Regions from separate parts of the Oryzias latipes genome. Here region 2 is linked to region 1. A link is a contact called in public Hi-C data. All regions are on one chromosome and are shown on one strand. Each heading gives the region's core, a stretch centred on a gene start, on an enhancer-like site or on the middle of the called end of the contact. The rest is flanking DNA. Distances are from core to core; before and after follow the strand shown.

Region 1 (3,844 bases), core at 574-3,073:
TGCAAACAAAACATCAAACATTCTGAGATCTCATAGCAGTAGATGCAGTTTTGTTTTTCAGTTGCTAGGGGGATCCTGTTGCTCCTTTTTTAGTCTTTTATGTGACAGTTAACCATTGTTACTTTGGTCAGCTAACCTCTGAATTTACTGCTGGGACTTATTTTTTGATAAGAAAACATACAATACAATATACTTGTAATGTTTTTTTCTTGGTATACATCTTAAAGTTATTAATGTTTACAGTGCATCTTTGGTTCATCTAGGATTGGCTTCTTTTTTGTGTTTTCTCAGTCAGTGGCTGCTTTTTTTCCCCATGTTATTAGTTTCCTCTGTGTTTTGCCTCTTTAAAACTACTGGGGACTTGTCCTTTGCAAGGAAATAGGACAGTGTTTTAGTAACTGAAGAGACCTCGTTTTGCTTTTTTGTCCGACCTAAACAGTCATGCAACAGATGACCTGAATCTCTGTGTCTTGTAACATCTTCATCTTGTAACATTGTCTACAGATTACAAAAAAGAAAAAAATGTCAGACTTGGGACAACAGAAGTTTTAATTTTCCTATTCATTCCTAGTTATTTTCCTAGTATTTGTAAACTAGCTTTCTGACACCTCACTGGGTTTACTCCTGGCTGCATCAGGTGCAAGTAACGGGTTAAAAATAGTTAACTTGCACATTAGCCAAGCGAGGTGCATCAATCTCTGGCTTTGAATCTGAGCATTAGTCAGGTCAGCTACAAGCTGATTTTGAAATCTCTGCAGTCATTTCTATAAGATCAGCATGACATGACTGAAGGTAAAATATGAAAAGATGTCTAAAGTTTAAGGCAGCTGGAGAGCTCAGTCGGCTGCACGCAGAACTGATGCATGTGAAACCAGAGTTCAATTCCCAAGGGGTCCCTAGGCAAGACTTAGCTGACTAAATATTTTTGTGGTAAATGAGAAGATTTCCATAGAAATAACTTTTAAAGCATGACTCACTCGTTCTGTGTCCTGAAATTCATTTAACAACTAGAAAACATAGATATGTATTTAAAGGCTGCACGGTGGTACAGTGGTTAGCGTCCGGTTCGGGTCATGGCCCTTCTTCGTGGGTTTTCCCTGGGCACTCTGGCTTCCTACCACAGTCCAAATACATGCTGCACAGATAAATTGATGACTCTAAATTGTTCCTATATGATTGTGGCCCTACGACAGACTAACAACCTGTCTAGGGTGAACCCTGTCTTCACCCAACAATATCCGGGTTAGGCTCTGGCAGCCCCGTGGCCCCGTAGGGGGGAAAACCGGTTTAGAAAATGGATGAATGGAAAACATTGATTTTCAAGGATTCATTAACAGAGAAATGCTGCTTTGCCATCTTGCTGACTGTTGTCCTTTTTGGAAAAAAAAATTAAGTGTGACCTTATGGGCTGTCTTTTGCAGTCTTAATATGAAGGAAATTGTTTTTTATTATTATCATTGTTTAAATGTATTTGGTTAAATGTATTTGTTTAAATGTTACATTTTTAGACAGCTTTGTGTGTGTGTTCATCTTCTTCCATCCCCAGCAAGGATGAGGGGGTTTTACGACACTGTACATGAACCTAAATCAAACATACATGAGATTAGTTTTCCCACCACAAGCTCTAATCCATCAAAGCAGGAGGACACCATGTTCCACAGAACACGATCTTTATTCCACAGGTCTGTCTTTGTTTTGTTTCAAGAAAAGTTTGTCAAACTGGTTAAACTGGTTGTTTTTTACTCCAGTGTTTCCTCTTGGGAATCCATTGTTCTAGGGCACCACCATCTTAACCTGTAGGGGGTGCTGTTGCTGCTGTGCCCGTTCTCGTTGGGCGGGCTGGGGTCCCGCTCTGTGGTCTAATAGCCATGGAGTGGGCCCTAGGCTGCTCTGTGTCGGGCGGGCGCTGTGGCAGTGACCCCTGTGGTCCGGCTGGGCCTTGGAATAAATGGATCCCCATGATATCGTTTCCTAACAGCAGTACCAGGCCTCCTTTTAGCTGCAGTTCTTTGTTTCTGTTCAGGGTTCTACTGGGGTAACTGGGTGGGTGGGATGGGGGGTGGTGAGGGAGGGGTCCCATCTTTATGTGATTGTCTTTTGTTTTCTGTTTTTAATAATTTTCATTTTTTATGACTGTTGTATCTGCTTTCATGTTAAGCGCTTTGTGTTTTTAACTGAAATGAAAGGCGCTATATAAATAAATAAAATTTGAGTTTGAGTTTAATCATCTGAACGTATAGAATTACTGTTGGTTTAGAAACTGTTGGTTTTAAAAACACATTTCAGAGTTATCACTGTGCTGCAGAAAAAAAAAAGTTGCGTCTCCAGATCTTCTTGACATTTAATGTCCAAAGGTCTTTTTTTTTATTCAGACATAATTAGCTTTCATCTCATTGTGTCTTTAATGAGCTAACAACTGACGTCACTGCCATCTAGTGATAAGGAAAAAGAGACATTTACCTCCTTTATGGAAAATAACTGTTTAAAAATGCATTTTAACAAGGAAATTGAAAGCTTTCTTTAAATGTCCTATGGCATTTAAAAAGCAGTCAATTTTTTTGGGTAGAAATGTGTTAAGTTTAATAAAAATGAGTGGAAGATATTTATAATAAAGAGATATTTTCTGTTTTTAGCTTCTGTGTTTGGATTGTCAGCTTTATTTGTGTTCGTATAAATAAATTATCTTCAGATCGGATGCTGCTGATAAAATAAAACACGTATTCCACATAAGGCAGTATCTTTGTTTTAACACAAAAATAGTTAGGCTAATGCTCAAAACTGGTCCACATTTCTAAGAAACCTGAGAGATATTTAAAACACTTAGAAAATGAAAGCTTTCATGTCTCTTCCATCAGAAACTAAAAAAGCCATTTTAAAAATGCTATACTTTTTTAAATGTAAATTTTATCTAAGTAATTTGGGGAGATATACAAACAAAATTGAAAGCCATGCCAGGTGAAATGTGAAGAATTGTGGGATATCTGACCCTGGATGTAGAACCAGCTCTCTGCATGCAAACGTTACACAAAGTGGTAAACAAACCTCAGGGCAAAGCAGCCAAGCATTTAATCAACAGAATATAGTACAGTTTGCATGCACTTCGGGGGAGCAGCAAGAGTTTAAATCTTGCTATTCTACAATGTATAAAGCATTGTTCCAGTGCGTCATCCCATTATCTTGTTAAAAAGGATAAAAAATGGCCCTATAGCATTTAGAAGATGTTATTACAGACAAAAAACTGCAGCTTTTACTGTTAAAACTGCTTACATTGTGTTCAGTTAATAAAAGTGCAAATGTCTCTGTTTTAGCAGGTCTTGAGGTATCTTTGTGTCGTCCATACTGTGAACACATTTACCAAAGGGCTACATTAATATCTTATAAAATCAAAGCAGATTTAAGAAACAGATTTGTCATCATGGGGTTCAGCTAAAGCACATTATATTTTTAAGTAAAATAGTTTATTTTGCTACTGTTTAAACTCTCTTTTGTATATCTATATGTCTCTAGAGCTGAGCTGTCTTGCAAAGAAGTGGTAAAAAATAGTGGCTTTCCCCAATCATAGTTACAAATGATGCCCACCAAAAAGTAACACACACCTGCTTAAGTTTTTGTTTCTAAGGGTACTCCATAGGGGGTTAAGTGTTTTCATTTATTCATTTTTCACTGAATATTGGAGCCTCATCCTAAATGATTCCCATCAGTGATTAAAGATCCACTCAGATGAAATCCACGTTTTCAGTGTTTTTAACATGTTCTTGTGGCATCTATCTTATGGTAGATATAGAAAATTAAGCTTAAAAGTGCAATTCCAAGTATTTCTTTATTTAAATCTTTGTGAATCAGG
Region 2 (3,606 bases), core at 678-3,177, 140 kb after region 1:
CAATGAGTCTGTTACAGGATGGCACCCATTGTTCACATCACTGTGGATTTTCAAGCCTTTTTATCTTGCTTAAGAACAATTTTGCAGTTTCGTGCCTTGATTCCATTCAGATGTTTATATTTATATATTTTTTTAGTTGTGGTTGTTGCTTTTTTTTAAAACCAAAACAGCACAAATATTAAGAAAAAGCAGGAAAAGTAGGATGTTGTGGAGCATTTGGATTGTTGTGCATAAAAAAAACAGAGAAAAGCCTATTTCCCCTATGGGCAATCTCTGTTTTTTCTATTTCTGTCAATACTTTCTTTCACAGGATAAAATCTCCAAGTAAAATCACCACAGAAGATTGTGAATTGTGTGCAAGAGAATTTACTGAACAATTGTGAAATAACAGAAAACAATTCAAGTGTTTATGAAAAATCTAAATCTGATTTTACGACTATTTGCTATTCCAGTACTATACACAGTGTTGCACACATTAATCAGATACATTCACAGTTACATGTTCAAACTTATAAGTGATCACACATTTATTGAGGTTTGGTTTTCCCCAGATTCATTTCTTTAGTCTTTTGGACCTCTCCAAGGACCAGAATCAAAATCGAAGGAGTCAACCTCAGCAGAGGTAAGTGAGATCCCTTTTGCTGCAGCCCACCTGACAGCACATCATAGTCAGGAAGCCGTTGTTGTCCCGTTTTGTCCAATCCCGGAGCTCGGAGCCCGAGCTGCTGAAGCTGTCCAAGCTGTTCTGCTCAGCAGCAGGAATACCTGAGGAACAAAAAGGCCCACTGGTTAAGAAGAGACTCTGACCCCACTGACTTTTCACTTCAAACGCCAGTCGCTGCTGTTGGTTTGTCATATTGGTAAATGTTACTGTTAGTGCGCAGTTAGTATTGAGTTAAAATGCTGCAAAAGTAGATATTGTCCTTTTTTTACAATAAGTTATGGATGCAAGGTTAAAACAATAAAGTTTAGATTGGGTTATATGACACTTATTACTAAAGAGTTTAACATCTTGCACTGTGCGGTAAAAGTTTCTCTAATGGATGTTGCTTATGTTTTAACGGAAATTGTCTGACTGAAAATAGAACAAGGACCAGCTGCTTAAAGAATTTATTCAATACTATGTGACATCCACTTTAATAATGAAACTATTGGAGCCGGAACTTTCCTCCTGCACACAAAAATTAGCTTTATAAAATCACAGGTCATCAGACAGAGAAACAAACAGAAGTATGGTTGGGTACACTATTTTCAGTTTACAATAGACGATAATATTATACTGTTTCAAAAGATTAAGAGTGACAAACATTTTAATGATTTCAACTATTACAATAATTCAAAAATGAATTGAAATGAATAAGTAAATAACAGATGCAAATTTTAATTTAGGGATTGTTAAAATGTCTGTCTGAATCTGAATTGTTTTTTATTCACCTTTTTTTTATAGATTAAAAATTTAATTTGAACGCTTTGGTACATTAAAAAAAAATCTTATCTTTATCATGAAGTAACACGACCCTAAATATATTTTCAAAAGTCCACTTAATTTAGTCTTTTTCACATTTTTGAACCACACATGGAATTGTTAGAAGAAAAAAAAACATAACATTCTTATATTGTGGTTCCTGTTGCAACACTGAAAATCATCCTCACCATTCATGTCTGGATCTGTCAAGAATCTCCTCCAGCGGGAGCCTCCACAGGTGTAGACAACAGCTCTCAGGAACTCCCGGCCACACAGCTTCACAGGCTTCACCTCTGCTCTTCCCTGGTCCACACACACCAAGACACACAAAACCAGAGGCAAAACCACCAGGGCGCGCATGCTGAATACCTGTCCGTCTGCTCTGAGTCGTCCAAACCCACGGCAGCTCTTCTGTGTTACTTTGCTCCTCTGCAGGCTGCTGCAATCATTGGAAGCGTGTGCATTTCCCCGTCATATATACCATCCAAACTTTCAGTTCCTCCCCGCTGATCAGCCCTCCCCTCCTCAACTTAAGTGACTTTATGCCTATCCCAGTGACACACAAACACACTGGTGCATATTGCTGTTTTTTGCTTCCGGTCATCTCCCCTATCAACCTTGTCTGCCTACTTAAACAGAGTTACGACCACAAGCCTTTTACAAGCCATAAGCTCGCAATCATATTACATGAGGCGCGGCCTCCGCAGCCTCCCCCTGATTACAAGATTTCAGGGCTTGATTGCAGTGCATGGATAATTAAGAGATGTAAAATGATTCCACCTGAAGTCGGACAGATGTTTTGCGTGTTTACAACACTGATGGCCCAGTTGGCTTTCCCATAACAGCAGTTTGGTTCATGGGAGAGAGAAAAAGAGTCAATGTTGACAGTACATCATGAGGTCATTACAAGCTGCTGATGGGCCAGAAACATCCTCTGTGAGGCATTTAGGTTCCATCATATATCTCATTTAGGTCGGTGAAATTGAGCTGCAAACATTGTAAGGGTGTCCCTGAGTTAACAGGAAACAAGTTGGTTCTCTGAAAATCTTAAAATGATGAGAGTACGCCAGAAAAACACTATGCACAACATACAGATGTGTTTTTTTTTGTTTGTTTTTTTAATTTTTCAGTGAAGTTTGTGAATTGATTAAAAAATATTCCGTGCATTTTATCGGCAAAGTAAAGGACAATTAAAGAACATCAAACTGCATTGTCTGCAAACAACTTAAAAACAATTTTCTTTCAGTCTGTTTGAAATATCTCTTCACTTTGTTTATCAGTCTACTTCCTGGATGGATCTCCTGTTAGACAAGAAAAATTGGATATTAATGATTAGAATATAGCATTGAGTAATGCAAAAAAAAAAAATTCAGTTGGATCGTGTTTTTACATTCATCTGCTTCCCCCATCTTGTTTTCTACTGCTGTTGACAACATGTTGCATTTGAATACAGTGTGAAAAACAACACTAAATGGTTAAAAGTAAAAAAAAAAAAAAACTAAAGGACTACCAAAGGTCATTTGGCTGTGACTTTAGTGCATTTTTCAAACTGTTGTGTTTTGCATCTTGGCAGTTTCTCCAAACTTTAAAACAGAAGTCAAAAGGTGGAGTACATAAAACAAGATCATTTTTGTTTTGTAAAATATTTTGGGGAGATTTTACGAAAACTTAAGATTGTTCTATGATCCTTGATCTTACTTTAAGATGTAAACTAAAAAATGTTATTAACAGAAACATAAAGTTAATCTTTTGTCATTTTAGACCCTGGCTAAATCATTACTTTACATTTACCGGTAGCTTAAAGCCAAACCTAACAACATCAAAGTAGGAGATAAAATCAGTCTTAATGGACAACGTTCATATCTCACAGAGACATTCAGTCGCCCTTTTCTCTGGTGCTTAAATCTTTCAAAGCTACAGCATAAATCAGTGAAACAGACGCAAACCTAATTGGCTCATAGAGACATCAGTACAGAGAGACTTCTCTGTGTCTGAAACTGTCAGGCTGGAATATGTCGCCCACCTGGCAGAGAATAGGCACCCTGGGCTCAAAGCCACATGAGCAAACCACCAAGTGCATCCATGGGAAAAGGAAAGCTTAAAAGTTCCTGACGCAATACTGTAAAGTGAGTAAAAGTACA

The links. A called contact is a pair of places that touch in the nucleus more often than the background predicts.
Region 2: a contact with region 1 is called in a Hi-C map of embryo, with 2.7 times the contacts expected there. The contact joins the promoter of insl5 here to the enhancer-like site in region 1. A contact is called at or near these places in 4 of 5 Hi-C or Micro-C datasets (embryo, fibroblasts and gastrula embryo).

Annotation. Positions count from the first base shown.
Region 1 is chr4:15,449,283-15,453,126 of ASM223467v1, forward strand. All of the region lies in intron 3 of pde4b (cAMP-specific 3',5'-cyclic phosphodiesterase 4B), which reads left to right. Among protein-coding and RNA genes, the nearest start is that of sgip1, 82 kb to the right of the region's middle. Within about 2 kb of position 1,824, at least 1 of the 8 cell types and tissues checked has an H3K27ac peak or open chromatin away from gene starts, as enhancers often do. A contact at or near this core is called in embryo, where this site is marked.
Region 2 is chr4:15,588,593-15,592,198 of ASM223467v1, forward strand. It overlaps insl5 (insulin-like peptide INSL5), which reads right to left and starts at 1,928. Exons shown (of 2, transcript XM_004068013.4): 1 at 1,654-1,928; 2 at 351-765. The coding sequence starts at 1,825. The coding sequence ends at 614.